5 separate regions of the Mus musculus genome follow, and all the other regions are linked to region 3. The links are chromatin contacts, called in public Hi-C and promoter capture Hi-C maps. All regions are on one chromosome and are shown on one strand. Each heading gives the region's core, a stretch centred on a gene start, on an enhancer-like site or on the middle of the called end of the contact. The rest is flanking DNA. Distances are from core to core; before and after follow the strand shown. Region 1 holds the start of Mbip (MAP3K12 binding inhibitory protein 1). Region 2 holds the start of Sptssa (serine palmitoyltransferase, small subunit A). Region 3 holds the start of Scfd1 (Sec1 family domain containing 1). Region 4 holds the start of Eapp (E2F-associated phosphoprotein). Region 5 holds the start of Brms1l (breast cancer metastasis-suppressor 1-like).

Region 1 (2,700 bases), core at 94-2,593, 5.0 Mb before region 3:
CACTCAACTATCATGAAGAAGAGTTTTAAATCGTTTGTTTGCTTGCTTGCTTGCCTGCTTGCTTTTCGAGCTTTGGTTTCTTTGTGTAGCCCTTGCTGTCCTGGAACTCACTTTGTAGACCAGGCTGGCCTCATAAGGGATTTACCTGCCTCTACCTCCCTAGTGCTTTGGGATTAAAGGCCTGAGCCACTGCCGCCAGAGTTTTAATTCTTTTGTCCTTTATCTTTTAAGCTTGTTTTAAAAATTTAATAGAGCCAGGCATGGTGGAGCATGCCTTTAATCCCAGCATCCGGGAGGCAGAGGCAGGCAGATTTCTGAGTTTGAGGCCAGCTTGGTCTACAGAGTGAGTTCCAGGACAGCCAGGGTTATACAGAGAAACCCTGTCTCAAAGGAAAAAAAAATTAATAGAACTCTACATTATAAAATTATAACTTTTTTCGCTAAAATAAAGCTATCTAATAATACCCAACAAGAGTCGATTTAGTTTTATATCCTAATTTTAAAGAGTGTGGTTACATGGAATAAATTGGTCTTTTCTTTCTTTCTTTCCTTCTTTCTTTCTTTCTTTCTTTCTTTCTTTCTTTCTTTCTTTCTTTCTTTCTTTCTTTCTTCCTTTTCTTTCTTGTTGTTTTGTTTTGAGGCAGGGTTTCTCTGTGTAGCCCTGGCTGTCCTGGAACTCACTCTGTAGACAAGGCTGGCCTCGAAATCCGCCTGCCTCTGCCTCCCAAGTGCTAGGATTAAAGGCGTGCGCCACCACTGCCCGGCTGGTTTATATTTCTATTGGATTTATATTGAAACAATTTTAAGGTCAAGTGTCCAGTGATTGCACTGAGAACCCGTTGCATGTCAGAACTTTGACATAAACTATTTTGCAGGTGTAGTCATCAATGTCGTTCTATGGTAGGAAAAAGAAGCATAATGTAGCCCTTGTGTTCTTTTTAAATTCCTCATATCAAACAGTCTTATAGAGATGAAAATGTTCTATCCAGTAACGATCATCCTGGGTCAAGTTTCTAGTAATTAGAAAATTGTAAAGCACTGCTCCATCACTAACCCGCAATCTTTTTCCAAGACAACTCGACTGTTAACATTTTAAATTTTAATAGCGGGACTCAAATTCTAACACTTAAGAGTAAGGCTCTGCCAACATTCACAGGGAGCATCTAAGAGCCAAGTAGGTTTCTAAACCAAGGTGGACCACAGAAAACACCACCAGACAGAAGGTCCAGCTTCACATACACAAGTTCCCTCGGAGCACAGCTATCCTTGCTCTTGATTGGTCTTCCTGTGTGTCTGTCACACACAGAGGGTGGGGCCTATCCTCAAGCTCTAAGTGAGACGCTCTAGTTTTACGTCATCTCAGTGCGACGAAGTCCGCGAGGGAGGGGTGGGGTGAGCGCTGTTCGCGGTGGTTGGGGGGCTGCTTTGAAGGTGTCATGGCTGCTGCTGCGGAGCTTAGTTCCTCAAGCGGCAGCGAGAGGAGCCTGGAGCAATGCTCCAGCCCCCTCCTCACCCGCGAGGTCCTCTGCGAAGTCTTTCGCTCCTTGCACACCCTGACAAGACAGGTAAGTGGGGGTGCGGCGGGGAAGGGGTGGGTGGGGAGGGAGAGCATCCCGGTCCTTGTCCCCTTAGTTCTCTCGGAGGCGGGGGTCGCGGAGCCCCGCTGGCACGGTGTGTGCCGCTGGTGTGCCGTGGCCGGGCTGTGACACCCGGAAGACCCTGGGCCCAGCTCCTGGGACCGGGAGATGCCAGCGGCACGCTTGATGGCCAAGGTCTGGAGAAAACTGGGGTCCTGGCGACGAAAGCTTGCCCAAAAGATGCCTAAAAGGTGATGAGGGTGAAGGAGGTTCCTGGCGATCACGGTCCTTTTGCCTCCAGTGTATTTATCGCAGAAACTCACTGGTTAATATGGCCTGAAACTTTTCCTAGCGCCATCCCCACTCCTTGGGGGGTGATTTACTCTGGGGTTTTTTGTTTATTTGTTTGTTTTTCTGTTTTTTGTTTCTCTTGCCATTTATTGCATCTCTTACTCTTTTAAACGGGGAGGGATATATAAGGATTTCCACAATTTCATTTGTAGTATACCTAAATTTTAGTGTGAATTGTTGGATGAGTTATGTGTGGCCACTTCTAACTACATTACGACTGTCGTGTAGCTTAGCTAATTGCTCTTTACAGAAAATGTCACAGTAAACCTGGATTTTAAAAACTAGGTTACACTTTACTAGATAGTCGTGATGTAAATGAGGCAATGTTTAAATAAGGAACAAAAGTATGTTTGCCTGCTTTTAGAAGAGTTTTGTGTCAAACATGTTTCCTAATTTGTTTGGGGACTGGTTATAGTGCTTGAAATGGACACAGCACACATTTATGTCAAGGGCAGTGGTACCACCAGTGAGAATAGGACATTTACCTGATTTGTGAGGATTATTTTTAAAATCCTTAGTTGGAAAACCTTAGTAAGTTTATTCTGACTGGCAAACTACTTGAGTTGTACATTCTGTTTGGTGTTACTGGACTTCGAAAAGTTAAAAAAAATTAAACTCAGTTGCTTGATAAGCAATTAGGAAAAAAATTCTTACAAAGTCTTAAGCACTTTCCTTATTAATATTTCAGTAGTAACATCTCAGATCTTTAAATAGTTTAAAAGTTAGAGAACTTTTTGGCGTGGATTTGGAACTTAAAGATTTATTCATTTAT
Region 2 (2,700 bases), core at 106-2,605, 3.3 Mb before region 3:
TCCTGTATATTGGTTAAGTTATTTTTGTTTTTGTTTTTCATTTCCACAAAAAACTAGAATCACTTGGGAAGAGGGAACCTTAGCTGAGGAACATGAGATTGGTCTATGGTGGGCGTGTCCTCCCTACTGTGGGCAGTGCCATTGCTAGGCAAGTGGGGTCTGGGCCGTTTAAGAAAGCAAGTTGAGCAAGCCAGAAAGAGCATGCTCCTAAGCAGTATTCCTCTGTGGTTTCTGCTTCAATCTCCTGCCTGGAGTTCCTGGCTTGGCTTCCCTCCGTGATGTTCTGTAACCTACAAGACGAAATAAAATAAAATAAAATGACTAGGCACCTTGTGAAAGCAGATCTCAAGTCTATTGTTGTTTGTAAGGTCTTTGCTCGTAAGGAGCATAAGGAATTTAAGTTAATACCTGTCAACCTGGAAAGGTTTTAAAGCTTAAAGCAGCAGGTTTGAAACTTTTAGACATGTGAGTTGCAGGCTACTTAATTATGTCATTTCACAAGCACACAGTGCATGGGCTTTAGAGGAGTGGAATACAGCCGGTACTGCTGCAGGTCATAGGAGTGAATCTTTAGGAGACAGATCACATGCTGACCTCAAGCTGTCTTTAGAACCCACTAGATCAAGTGCACTTCTCTTGATTGTGACCTACATGGTTGTTTTCTAAGTGTAGTCATAGAAATATTGGCAACTGTCTATGGCCAATTCTTTTGTCTTTAGGTTAGGGAATACTAGTGCGTGTGTGTGTGTGTGTGTTGTGTGTGTGTGTACTCGCGCGCGCATCCTAGATAGGTCTGTTTTCACGCATGTGCTCGGAGGAAGGGAAGAGCTGATGAACATATTACTTCTACAGTTTTCAACATCTTCTTGGCTGGGTGTCATTTGGCATCCACATTCTCTTTGACCCCCGCATTCCCTCTTGCACAAGGCACTGTTTATTTGCATGCCCGACTCTTTAGTAGCATTCTCACCCAGCCCTATCATCTCTTGGCCCAGAAGGGATTCATGAGGTAGGAGAGAGATTACATACACTGGTTTCTAAAGGAATCCTTCTGGGCTGGTCTGAAGGATCCGGCCTCTTAAGGGCACCATCTCGCATGGACACCAGTGGGGACTGAAGCCGGTCTTGCAACCGCCATGCGTGCGCGTGGAGATGCAGAACTAGCACTTAAACCCAGACCGTTTCCCAGGGCTGGGGAGCTCGCTCCGGGCGAGGCGCGGGGCGGGACAGGAGCACACGAAGTGGCCGCTTGGCCAATAAGCGCAAGCCAGGAGGAGCCGGCGGTGGCCGCTCGGGTGCGCGCGGGGTTGGGCGTACACGGTGACGCGCAGGCTCGGCAGGACCAATGGGCGCAGGGTGGTGGCGGGCGGGCCCCAAGGCCTGGGGCTTTAGGAGGTGAGCGGGCCGCGGGCCCGCCTGACGCTGCTACACCGCGGGAGGCGCATGGCGGGCATGGCGCTGGCGCGAGCATGGAAGCAGATGTCCTGGTTCTACTACCAGTACCTGCTGGTCACTGCGCTCTACATGCTGGAGCCCTGGGAGCGAACCGTGTTCAGTATCCTGTGTGTCCTGGCCTGGCTGGGGCGTGGAGGGGTGCGCGCGCCGGGTTGGAAGGGGGTGGGGGGGTGTCTTGGGGTCAAGGGAGGTGGAACCGCGGAGATCCGGGTCTTGTACGCAATTCCCCTGCCCAAGGTGGAGGCATCCTGATTTCTGCAAGCAGTCGGGAGGGCGACGTCTCCCCTGGTGCTTCCTTGTCCCGCTTCGGCCGCGCCTGCTTTTGATCCTTCAGTATTCTTTGAGGCAGGGTTGCTGCAAATCGCTCCGGGCTTGGGCGTCTTTAACCCTTAGCTATTCCTGATTTGGAGCGATAGAACTCTAACCAGTTCACCAGGTTGTGAGTACGTGGTCTTGACACTCCCACACAGTTTTGGAAAGCAGTTTGTAAGTTACTGAAAGGCCTTTTGGGCTTCAAAATGGCAGTTTTAAAAGTGTGTTATATTTATGACTTCTTTGCATCATAGGTACAAGCTGTGCCCAGAAAAGACTTTGCTGGGGTTTCAAACTGTGCTTTGTTGTTTAGTTTATCACCGGTTAAGAATTGTTGAGTGATGACTTTGCTGAGCACTTTGTGTGTATGTTATCTTGCCTAATTTTAACAGCTCCAGCGAATAGCTCAAGGTTGTGAAGCCTGATGTTTGTTTTCGCCCAATGTCTATGCCGCTATCCTCTGATTTCCGTGTCGACGAAATACTAGCAATTCATTCTTTTAACGCTCCACTTCTCCTTTCCTTAATATAAAAAGAATATACCACATCACATGCTTATTTCATCCGCTCAGCTTCTTGTGGTTTAGCTTTGTTAGGAACAACTTCACAAACGCGTTCCTAGGACTGAGGTAGAGCTTCTTTGCAAGCTTTTTCAAGGGTGCTGGTGTGGAAATAGCATGAGGTTATTTGGAGCTGACTCTTGAAAAATTTTAGCGTCTTGCAAGACTATTACTGTGAGCAATTATTTCCTAACCTAAAGTTTAATAACCAGAATGTATATTTGGGGCTCCGGATTAAGAAAGCCTGATTTTCCGAATCGTTTATTTGTAGCTTCAGTTTGCTCTTTGGATTTTGTAGGTCAGATAACATCTATATTTAAATTTATGCCTAATTGGAACTTTTCAATAGTAGCAGGTAATCTTTTGATTAATTC
Region 3 (2,700 bases), core at 124-2,623:
AGAGTGGGTTCCAGGACAGCCATGGCTACACAGAGAAACACTGTCTCGGAAGAAAAAAATAACAAACAAACAAACAAACAAACAAAGAAAAAGATATTATACCCAAACTTCTAAGAGAACTTGGGCTTCTGTTTGCTTGCAAATAAAATTAATTATCAAGCATTCTCAAATAATATTTGCTTACCATATTTTAAGTTATGCTTTACCGTTTTACTAAATTACCTACTGAGAAATGTAGAACTCAGTATGTTTTCTGTTAAGTATGCTACATTCAAATCTATCTTTTTTTTTTTTTAACACAAGGGAAGGAATCAGGCACAGTTCAAATTCTATTGCTATGTTGTATTGCTTGTAACCAATTGTTTTTCATACAAATAAGCATAGGTTCAAGAGAATTAAAGTTCTTTATCGCTTATGGACGATTTCTATTCTCTTTGGGAGTTACTAGATAAGTAGTATATGTAAGTCAGTTCTGATTTATACATATCACATTATATATGATATACGTATAGGTAATTATTCTGGGGCCAATATACATACATTAAGTTTCTAGAGTTTACTGAAAATAAGGAAAATCAGGTGTATCTCACATGTAAAAAAAAAAAAAAAACTAAACTAAAACCAAGGGAAGAAATATGTATCTTTAAATTTTTACTTTATAAATGGGTGTACAAATATGCTCTACTTAAGATACAACTGTTCTATATTTTAAGATTATTATCTGTGGAACAACTGAAAGAGGACGCTGTTAATTTGATTTGACATTCCGAAGTCTCTTCCAGCTTTATCACCTGGCATTTTCCATCAGCTTCTCCCAAAGGGTCCAAAGATGATGGCATAAAGTAAGGTGCTCGGAAAAGAATACTTAGATTTTGTAATCATGGCTCAAGTGTCAAAAACAGGTTTTTTTAAAAAAAACCCTAAAACTGAAAGTGAAAACCAAACCGACCTGGGAGACTTGAAATACGAACACAAACCTATAGACCTCGTTAAGTGACAAGACAGGAAAGAAAACACCAGCTGCTGGTCCTTGCCCTGATGGCCTTCTAAAACTCGGCAATTAAAAAATAAGTAGCTAGCACTGTAGCAAGCAGCCTGTGGTAAAGGCTGTGAAGCTTACAGGCATCTCTTCCCCACAACCTCAAAACGGAGCAGCTCTCAAAGCTCAACTCCGAGCTGTACGAACAACCCAGAGATGATGACAGGCCGCTGCTGAGGCACACACTGCAGAGAAGGAAATACCGAGTACCTGTTTGCCTCTCCCGAATGCTGGCCGTGGCCGCCATCTTGCTTCCCACCATCCACTGCCCGGCTGGCACTGGGAGCCCGAAGATGACGTGGCCCTACCTCCCGCGCCGGAAGCAGAACCAGGAGGCGGGCTATGGCGGCAGCCGGCCCGCCTCCCCGGTCCCAGCCCTCGCCTTTCCTCACAGACATTGGTGTTTGCAGATTTCCCAGCAGCGTTTCTAACTAATCGGGGCGAACCTCCCGAGGTCGCTACTCTTAAACCGCTTCTCAGGGCATGGGCGTGGTGGAGCGCTTACAATCTAATTGATAGTGCACTTCTCATCAAGTTTAAATCCTCATAAAAATTTACAAGGCCAAATGAGACGCCAGAAATTGCGTTTTCTTGATTTCCATAACAGTAGTGTCCCTTCCCTCTTTCCTCTGGGGGGGGAGGGGGGGGGGAAACTACAAGCGTGGTAATTTATTCCGTTTGATTTCTTCAGGAAAGGGCTTTGGCCTGCTAGGGTATAAAATCACAGAAAAGCCAAATGGCAGAATTTCCTCTCAGTAGTGCAAATTAAAAAAACAAATGATTGTGAGCAGAATCCGGATGATCACAGCCAGGTTTGGTACATTTAGAGCCCTGTGATTATGAAATAAATCTCACATCGACCATTTTCATAATAGATTTTATTAATGTCAAAAATATATACAATGACAACTTATTACCAATCAATGAACCCACCGATGACACTGCATTATGGATTAATTCTCAGGCAGTCAGATTCTGAAATGAAATCATACTTTCAAAAATTTGGCTTTCAAAATTATACAAATAATTTATCTTATTTTTTAAAATCAAGATTGCATTTTTTTTACAATAAAAACACATTTGACAGATGTAGATACCTATTTTTATAAAGTTACAACAGGTTATCTATAACTACCAGTTTGTGCCCTAGGGGAAGTATCTCAATTCTGGTGTCCATGGACTCTTGAGCAGAATGGCTTTCCCACCTTCCAGTGAGTTTAATCTTACTCACCTGAGAATCCCCACTTTTAAGTACAAATTTGTCATTTGACCATTTAAGTTCCATACTAACTCCTTCCAAGACTATAAGGCACATTATCATAAAATACTAAGACATTTATACAGTGTGCATGTTTCTGTCCAATGGTGTAATGTGGGGAGTAAACATAAAGATATATATATTCATTAGAAGAGTAACTATATAGAACAGTCCTGCAAAGCTACGACCAAGAATGATATTAATGTTGATTATAAGAATAAAAATCATGACTTCAGAGTTAGATTTATTGTAGCTGTTTAACTCCAGATTTTTTGGTTTAAATAATTGAACATCAAGGGATAGTTTTATCTTAGAAAATTTGCTAAAAACAGTTTGTTTCTTGAGTTCAAGGAGCTCTCAGACAAGAAGAGTAAAGATTTTGGATCTTACCCACTTTAATAAC
Region 4 (2,700 bases), core at 142-2,641, 3.3 Mb before region 3:
TTGGTGCTAACTGAGATAGTAAAACTTATTTCAACTGACAATTACCTTACACATCATTCAAAAATAAACCTAGGGCTGGTGAGATGGCTCAGTGGGTAAGAGCACCCGACTGCTCTTCCGAAGGTCCGAAGTTCAAATCCCAGCAACCAGGCTCACAACCACCCGTAATGAGATCTGATGCCCTCTTCTGGAGTGTCTGAAGACAGCTACAGTGTACTTATATATAATAAATAAATAAATCTTTAAAAAAAAAAAAAAAAAAAAAACTAAAACACCAGGTAGAAAGCAAGTCTTTCGCAATGCTAAAGTAAATGTTTTCTATTTTTTCAACAAAAATGCCAGGGGAGAGCGCGAACGCAGTCCCCCACTACCACAAATTATGCAGTCGAGTTTCCCGCATTTGGGGAAATCGCAGGGGTCAGCACATCCGGAGTGCAATGGATGAGCCTCGCCCTGGGAAAACCACCTTCGTGATCATGGTATCTCCCCTGCCAGGTAAGTATGAGTTGCGAGTGCCGTGTGCAGGCTCTCCATCATTGTATACTTACTTTATAACTACGGTCTCTTCCTCAATGCGTCTTCTCTACATTATATTCTCTTTTCTAACCTTGATCCATAAATATACGCTTATATTATGTAAATATTATCAATAACGGAAAAAAATGTCTATTTAGGGAGAACCGGTAGCCTTTGCGTGAAATTCTCATCTACATATTCCACGCCTTTGTGGTGACGCCGCGGGAACTCGTCTGTAGGCCCCTCAACGCGACTCCGCCCACTAAGGCTGTGAGGCGGGGGCGGGGTTTGTTGGTAGTGGGCAATCGAATCTGGAATTCAAAACCTAAGCTTCTGCCCAGGCTCTGGGCAAAGAAAAAGTTTTTTTTAGCTCAATTCAGTTTCTGCTAGCGGAGGACAGGATTCTAAGAGATCCACCCTTGTTAAGTTTAACTAGTAAAAGAAAAATCGTTTTTCCGTGGTGTTTTTCTGAGTAGGTCTATTATACATTATTTACTTGCACACAGCCAATAAACCTAATAAAAACCATGAGAGAAGGGCTAAGATAACAACTTTGAAGAAATAAATCTGACTGGATAGTGATATACAACTGTAATCTCAGCTCTCCGCAGGTCACGGTAAGCAGAGCGAAGCCAGCCTGGGCTACATAACTGGTTACAGGTTAGACTGGGTTAGTGAGACCTTTTCAAAACCTAAATAAAGCTTAAGTTAAGAGGAGGAGGAGGAGGAGGTGGCGGCGGCGGCGGCGGCGAGAAGAAAAATGCACAAAGACAACTGCTATTTTCAGCGGAAAAGAAAACGTAGAGACGTGTTAACATTGACCCTCCGCACGCCCCGTCTCTTGCATCCTTGTCACTGGACGGCTTGCGCAGGCGCACAGGAAGGACTCGCAGTACGGGCGGAAGTGGAGTCTCCGGGAAGCTTTGGGGAAGGCGCTGGCGGAGTACACAGACGCCGGGGCGGTGTAGGCGTCCTCAGGTCGCCATGAACCGACTCCAGGATGACTATGACCCGTACGCGGTGGAAGAGCCGAGCGACGAGGAGCCGGCTCTGAGCAGGTGGGCCGCTGCCCCGCGTCTCCGCCCTGCCTTGGCTGAGGCCGTTGTGTTGTTCGCGCCGGCCGTCCCTGGGCGCAGTGTCGTCCGCTTCACTTGCGGGAGCCTCGGGGCGCTTGATGGCGCTGCTCAGTCTCTAGGGAACCAGGATGGACAGCAGTGCGGGAAGAGGGATGTTCCGGAATTACGTGGGCCCCCAGGCGTGAAGCCTTAGATGGAACCCTGTTTACCGTTTACTAGCACTGTGACCGAAGGCAAGTCAGTTCTCGGCCTCGCATCTGTAAATGGAAATACAAGTATGGGACAGTGTCCTAAGCTAGTGAGGGCCTGGCCCTTAGCACGAAGTACTTATCTTGAAGACTGTCAAGTAGAAACTAGGGAATAGAGAATGGAAAAAAAAAAAAAAAGGAATGGGCTTTTTTTTTTTTTTTAAGTTATGATCTCCACACGCATGCCATAGCACCCATATGCCCATATACACAACATTTTTCTTTCTTTCTTCCTTCCTTTCTTCCTTTCTTTCTTTCTTTTGTTTTTCGAGACAGGGTTTCTCTGTATAGCCTGGCTGTCCTGGAACTCACTCTGTAGAGCAGGCTGGCCTCGAACTCAGAAATCCGCCTGCCTCTGCCCCCCAAGTGCTGGGACCAAAGGCATGCGCCACCATGCCCGGCTATACACAACATTTTTAAAACTGTAATTTAAAAGTTAAATGAATTAAGTCAGACATGGTAGTGTATGCCTATAATCCCATCATTTAGGAGGCCAGAGGGTGAAGAGTTCAAAGCTGGTTCTGGGCTACGTAAGATTTTGTCTTAAAACAAGAAAAAAATGTCCAAGGCATTTCTTGCAGCTGGCTTTTGCTTTGTTGTTCTTTTTCCCGCAGTTTTTTTTTTTTTTTTTTTTTTTTTGTTTTGTTTTTTTTGAGACAGGGTTTCTCTATAGCCCTGGCTGTCCTGGAACTCACTTTGTAGACCAGGCTGGCCTCGAACTCAGAAATCCACCTGCCTCTGCCTCCCGAGTGCTGGGATTAAAGGCTTGCGCCACCACGCCCAGCTCACGCCTGGCTTTTTTCTCCGCGTCTTAATCTACAACTTGTCTCCTTCCATGTGGGTCCCAGAAATTGAACTCA
Region 5 (2,700 bases), core at 14-2,513, 4.5 Mb before region 3:
ATAATGAGTATGAGTATATAAATGAGTATATGAGTATAAATATTTATGAGTAAAAACTTCATAAATATTTACTTTTGGATGGCTGACTTATCGGCATTACATGCTTCCAAGTATACTTTTTTGACAGACAAACCTGAAAAAAAAAAAGGTGTGAGGTGATACCACAGTCATTAACCTGTTATCAATGCTTCCCATTACACAGCCAAAACCAGGGTTAGACAAAGCCATTCTCAGTCTGTCATATGGTTAGAGGAAGATCCGGGAAATCAGTTCCATTCATTTTATTAAAGTATTAAAAGACTTATAAGGGGTTAGAAACAGCCCAAAGTTACAAAATAACCAAAGCTTGAAGATTCTGGGAATGTCAACACTGCCCACATCTTCCAGATTAAAAACTGACAAAGATTCCAAATGATCCCTCAGGCTGGTCCCTTCTTCGTCTTGAAAACTTTTGGGACCTATTATGAACCTGAGAGTTCCCAAGTCAGTCCTCTGATGACAGTACTGGTGAGAGGCTGACCTGAAAGCTAAGGTTGATGAGTGGCAAGCCCGCCAAGGACCAAGGCAAATTTATCCTCAGCCCCCACAAAAACGCTGACAAAGGTTGCTGAGACTACTAGTAAAGAGGTCGGTGGTGTCAGCTAAGGGACATTTGCAGTCTTCCAGACCAGCCAGCCGGACATTCCACTCCGGAGCCGGTAGCCCCAGGGTACTGCCAGGTGACCCTAGGGCGGGTCCCACAGTGCACAGAATCGCCTCGGGTCCTCAAAGCCTGCGGGCGCCCAGCCCACCGGGAGCCAGAGCCAGAACTGGAGCCCGCGGCGACCCGCAGCTCCGGGTGCCAGACGCCGAGCCAGTCCCCGCCCCTTCCCCATCTCCCCGCCCCGCGCTCGCAGCAGGACGCACCGCCCGGCGTGAGCACCGCGGCCTGTCGCGCGCGCGGCGCAAGGGACCCGGCATCCCCGCCCAGCTGGGTAGCGCACCTGAACTGTCCCCATCCTCCGAGACCGACGAGCTCTCGGTGTCCTCGTCTTCGGAACTGCTCCCCTCGTTCTCCGCGTAGTCCACCTCCATCTCATCGTGATGATTCGTCTCCTTCTTATCCCCTCGAGAATGGACCGGCATTTTCCAACCTCGCCGTCGCTTCCCACTTCCTGCTCCCAGCCCGGCCACTGCCGCTTCGGTGAAGGGCGCGCCGAACGCCCCGACCCACCCGGCCACCGAGCTGGATCCGAAACCCTCGACTCCTCCCCACCCCCGGCCTCAGCCTCACAACCTAACCCGCAGGCTTGCGCTGCGAGCTCTGCCATTGGTCAAGGCTGTCCCGGAGCTAGAGGCGTGGCTTGTCTTGCAAGCGAACGATTGGTTACCGGTGATTACGGCGCGGCCTTCCGCTGTCTGTCGGGAATTGTAGTCCTTAGGCCTCAGAGCTTCAGGGGCTATGGGTTTCTAAGATTCAGCTGCCTTAATCGCTTCTCACTTCGGACTTCAAGTCCCACAAGGCAGGAAAGCTGACATACTGGGACGCAGTTTATAAACTAAACAGAAACAGATTGTGCGGATTTGGTCTGTACTTATCCTTTTCCCGCCAAGTGGTTATCTGATCTGCCTAGCTACTCAAACTGTGAGAAGAATGTGAAAAGATCCTTTGCCTGAAAGGGTCTTTGCATACTCTGTGAGCCTGGAGGGTTACAGAATCGTCTCTTCTACACTAGTAGTACCTTTAGTACAGCTAGTAAACTATTAAATTGAATTGTATGTGTAAGAAATAATTTTCACAAAGAAAATTTCATTGTTCTTGGAATTTTTACAACCAAAACTACAGAGGGGAAGGAAATTTTATCTTAGTATTTCAATCTTGCGTTCTTACTTTTTTTTTTTTTTTTTAATGGAAGAAGCTACCCAAATTAAATTGATTTAATTTCAGGTTCCAGTGAAAAATAAATATTTGACTTAAAAAGATGTCATTTTTTTTTTTTCAAAAACAGGATTACACAGACAAGGACGATGCCATAACTACCATAATAATCGTAACTTATAACCGATCACTTTCACTCTTTATCAGGTTATCTTGGTAAATTCACTGCATGGATTTGCTGAGTTCAATTTTTAGTTTAATAGCCCTAAGGTAGGAGTCGGTATTATGTCCATTTTATCAACAAAATATATGGTTAAAGTATTAAAGGGACACCAGGAAGTAGAATGAAACTTAGCTGTCCTGGAACTTGCTCAGTAGGCTGACCTTGAGTTTAGTGATCTGCACGGCTCTGTCTCCTGGGATTAAAGGTATGTTCCATCACACATAGACTTAAATTTAGCTGAGTGGGATCTGTTATCTCCTAAAACAAAAGATTTTGCTCTGTTCTACTTCCCGGTGTCCCTTTAAATATTTTTCCTTTCTCAGCTTGCTCATTTTCTTACAGGTTCAGAGGTTCTGTCCATTACCATCAAGGCGGGAGCATGCCAGCATCCGGAGGAGCTGAGGGTCCTACATCATCTTATTCAGACTGGCTCCCAGGGAGCTAGGATGAGGGTCTTAAAGCCCATGCCCACAACGACACACTTGCTCTAACACCTACTGCAGCAAGGCCACACCTCCTAATAGTGCCACTTCCTGGGCCAAGCATATACAAACATCACCATCACCACCATCTTCCACACTTCAGACGCTCTCATGTTCCACCAGACGATGGCTCATGT

The links. Promoter capture Hi-C pulls out the DNA fragments that hold promoters and counts their contacts. Hi-C and Micro-C count contacts between places; a contact is called where the count stands out from the background.
Region 1: a contact with region 3 is called in a promoter capture Hi-C map of pre-B cells, with 3 times the contacts expected there. The contact joins the promoter of Mbip here to the promoter of Scfd1 in region 3. A contact is called at or near these places in 1 of 39 promoter capture datasets (pre-B cells) and 1 of 484 Hi-C or Micro-C datasets (liver).
Region 2: a promoter capture Hi-C map of pre-B cells shows a contact between it and region 3. The contact joins the promoter of Sptssa here to the promoter of Scfd1 in region 3. A contact is called at or near these places in 3 of 39 promoter capture datasets (the C10 cell line, cranial neural crest and pre-B cells).
Region 4: a contact with region 3 is called in a promoter capture Hi-C map of pre-B cells. The contact joins the promoter of Eapp here to the promoter of Scfd1 in region 3. A contact is called at or near these places in 2 of 39 promoter capture datasets (cranial neural crest and pre-B cells).
Region 5: a Hi-C map of muscle stem cells shows a contact between it and region 3, with 3 times the contacts expected there. The contact joins the promoter of Brms1l here to the promoter of Scfd1 in region 3. A contact is called at or near these places in 1 of 39 promoter capture datasets (cranial neural crest), 3 of 484 Hi-C or Micro-C datasets (CD4 T cells, CD8 T cells and muscle stem cells) and 1 of 9 other capture datasets (adipose tissue).

Annotation. Positions count from the first base shown.
Region 1 is chr12:56,344,537-56,347,236 of GRCm38.p6, reverse strand. Mbip (MAP3K12 binding inhibitory protein 1) reads left to right here and starts at 1,343. Exons shown (of 9, transcript NM_145442.2): 1 at 1,343-1,565. The coding sequence starts at 1,437.
Region 2 is chr12:54,655,227-54,657,926 of GRCm38.p6, reverse strand. Sptssa (serine palmitoyltransferase, small subunit A) reads left to right here and starts at 1,355. Exons shown (of 2, transcript NM_134054.2): 1 at 1,355-1,555. The coding sequence starts at 1,444.
Region 3 is chr12:51,376,186-51,378,885 of GRCm38.p6, reverse strand. Scfd1 (Sec1 family domain containing 1) reads right to left here and starts at 1,373. Exons shown (of 25, transcript NM_029825.3): 1 at 1,250-1,373. The coding sequence starts at 1,301. It overlaps G2e3 (G2/M-phase specific E3 ubiquitin ligase), which reads right to left. Exons shown (of 15, transcript NM_001015099.2): 15 at 1,900-2,700.
Region 4 is chr12:54,694,585-54,697,284 of GRCm38.p6, reverse strand. It overlaps Eapp (E2F-associated phosphoprotein), which reads left to right and starts at 1,391. Exons shown (of 6, transcript NM_025456.4): 1 at 1,391-1,574. The coding sequence starts at 1,501. Gm22513 (a small nuclear RNA gene) reads right to left here and starts at 503; the gene lies at 340-503.
Region 5 is chr12:55,834,929-55,837,628 of GRCm38.p6, reverse strand. It overlaps Brms1l (breast cancer metastasis-suppressor 1-like), which reads right to left and starts at 1,263. Exons shown (of 10, transcript NM_001037756.3): 1 at 984-1,263. The coding sequence starts at 1,125.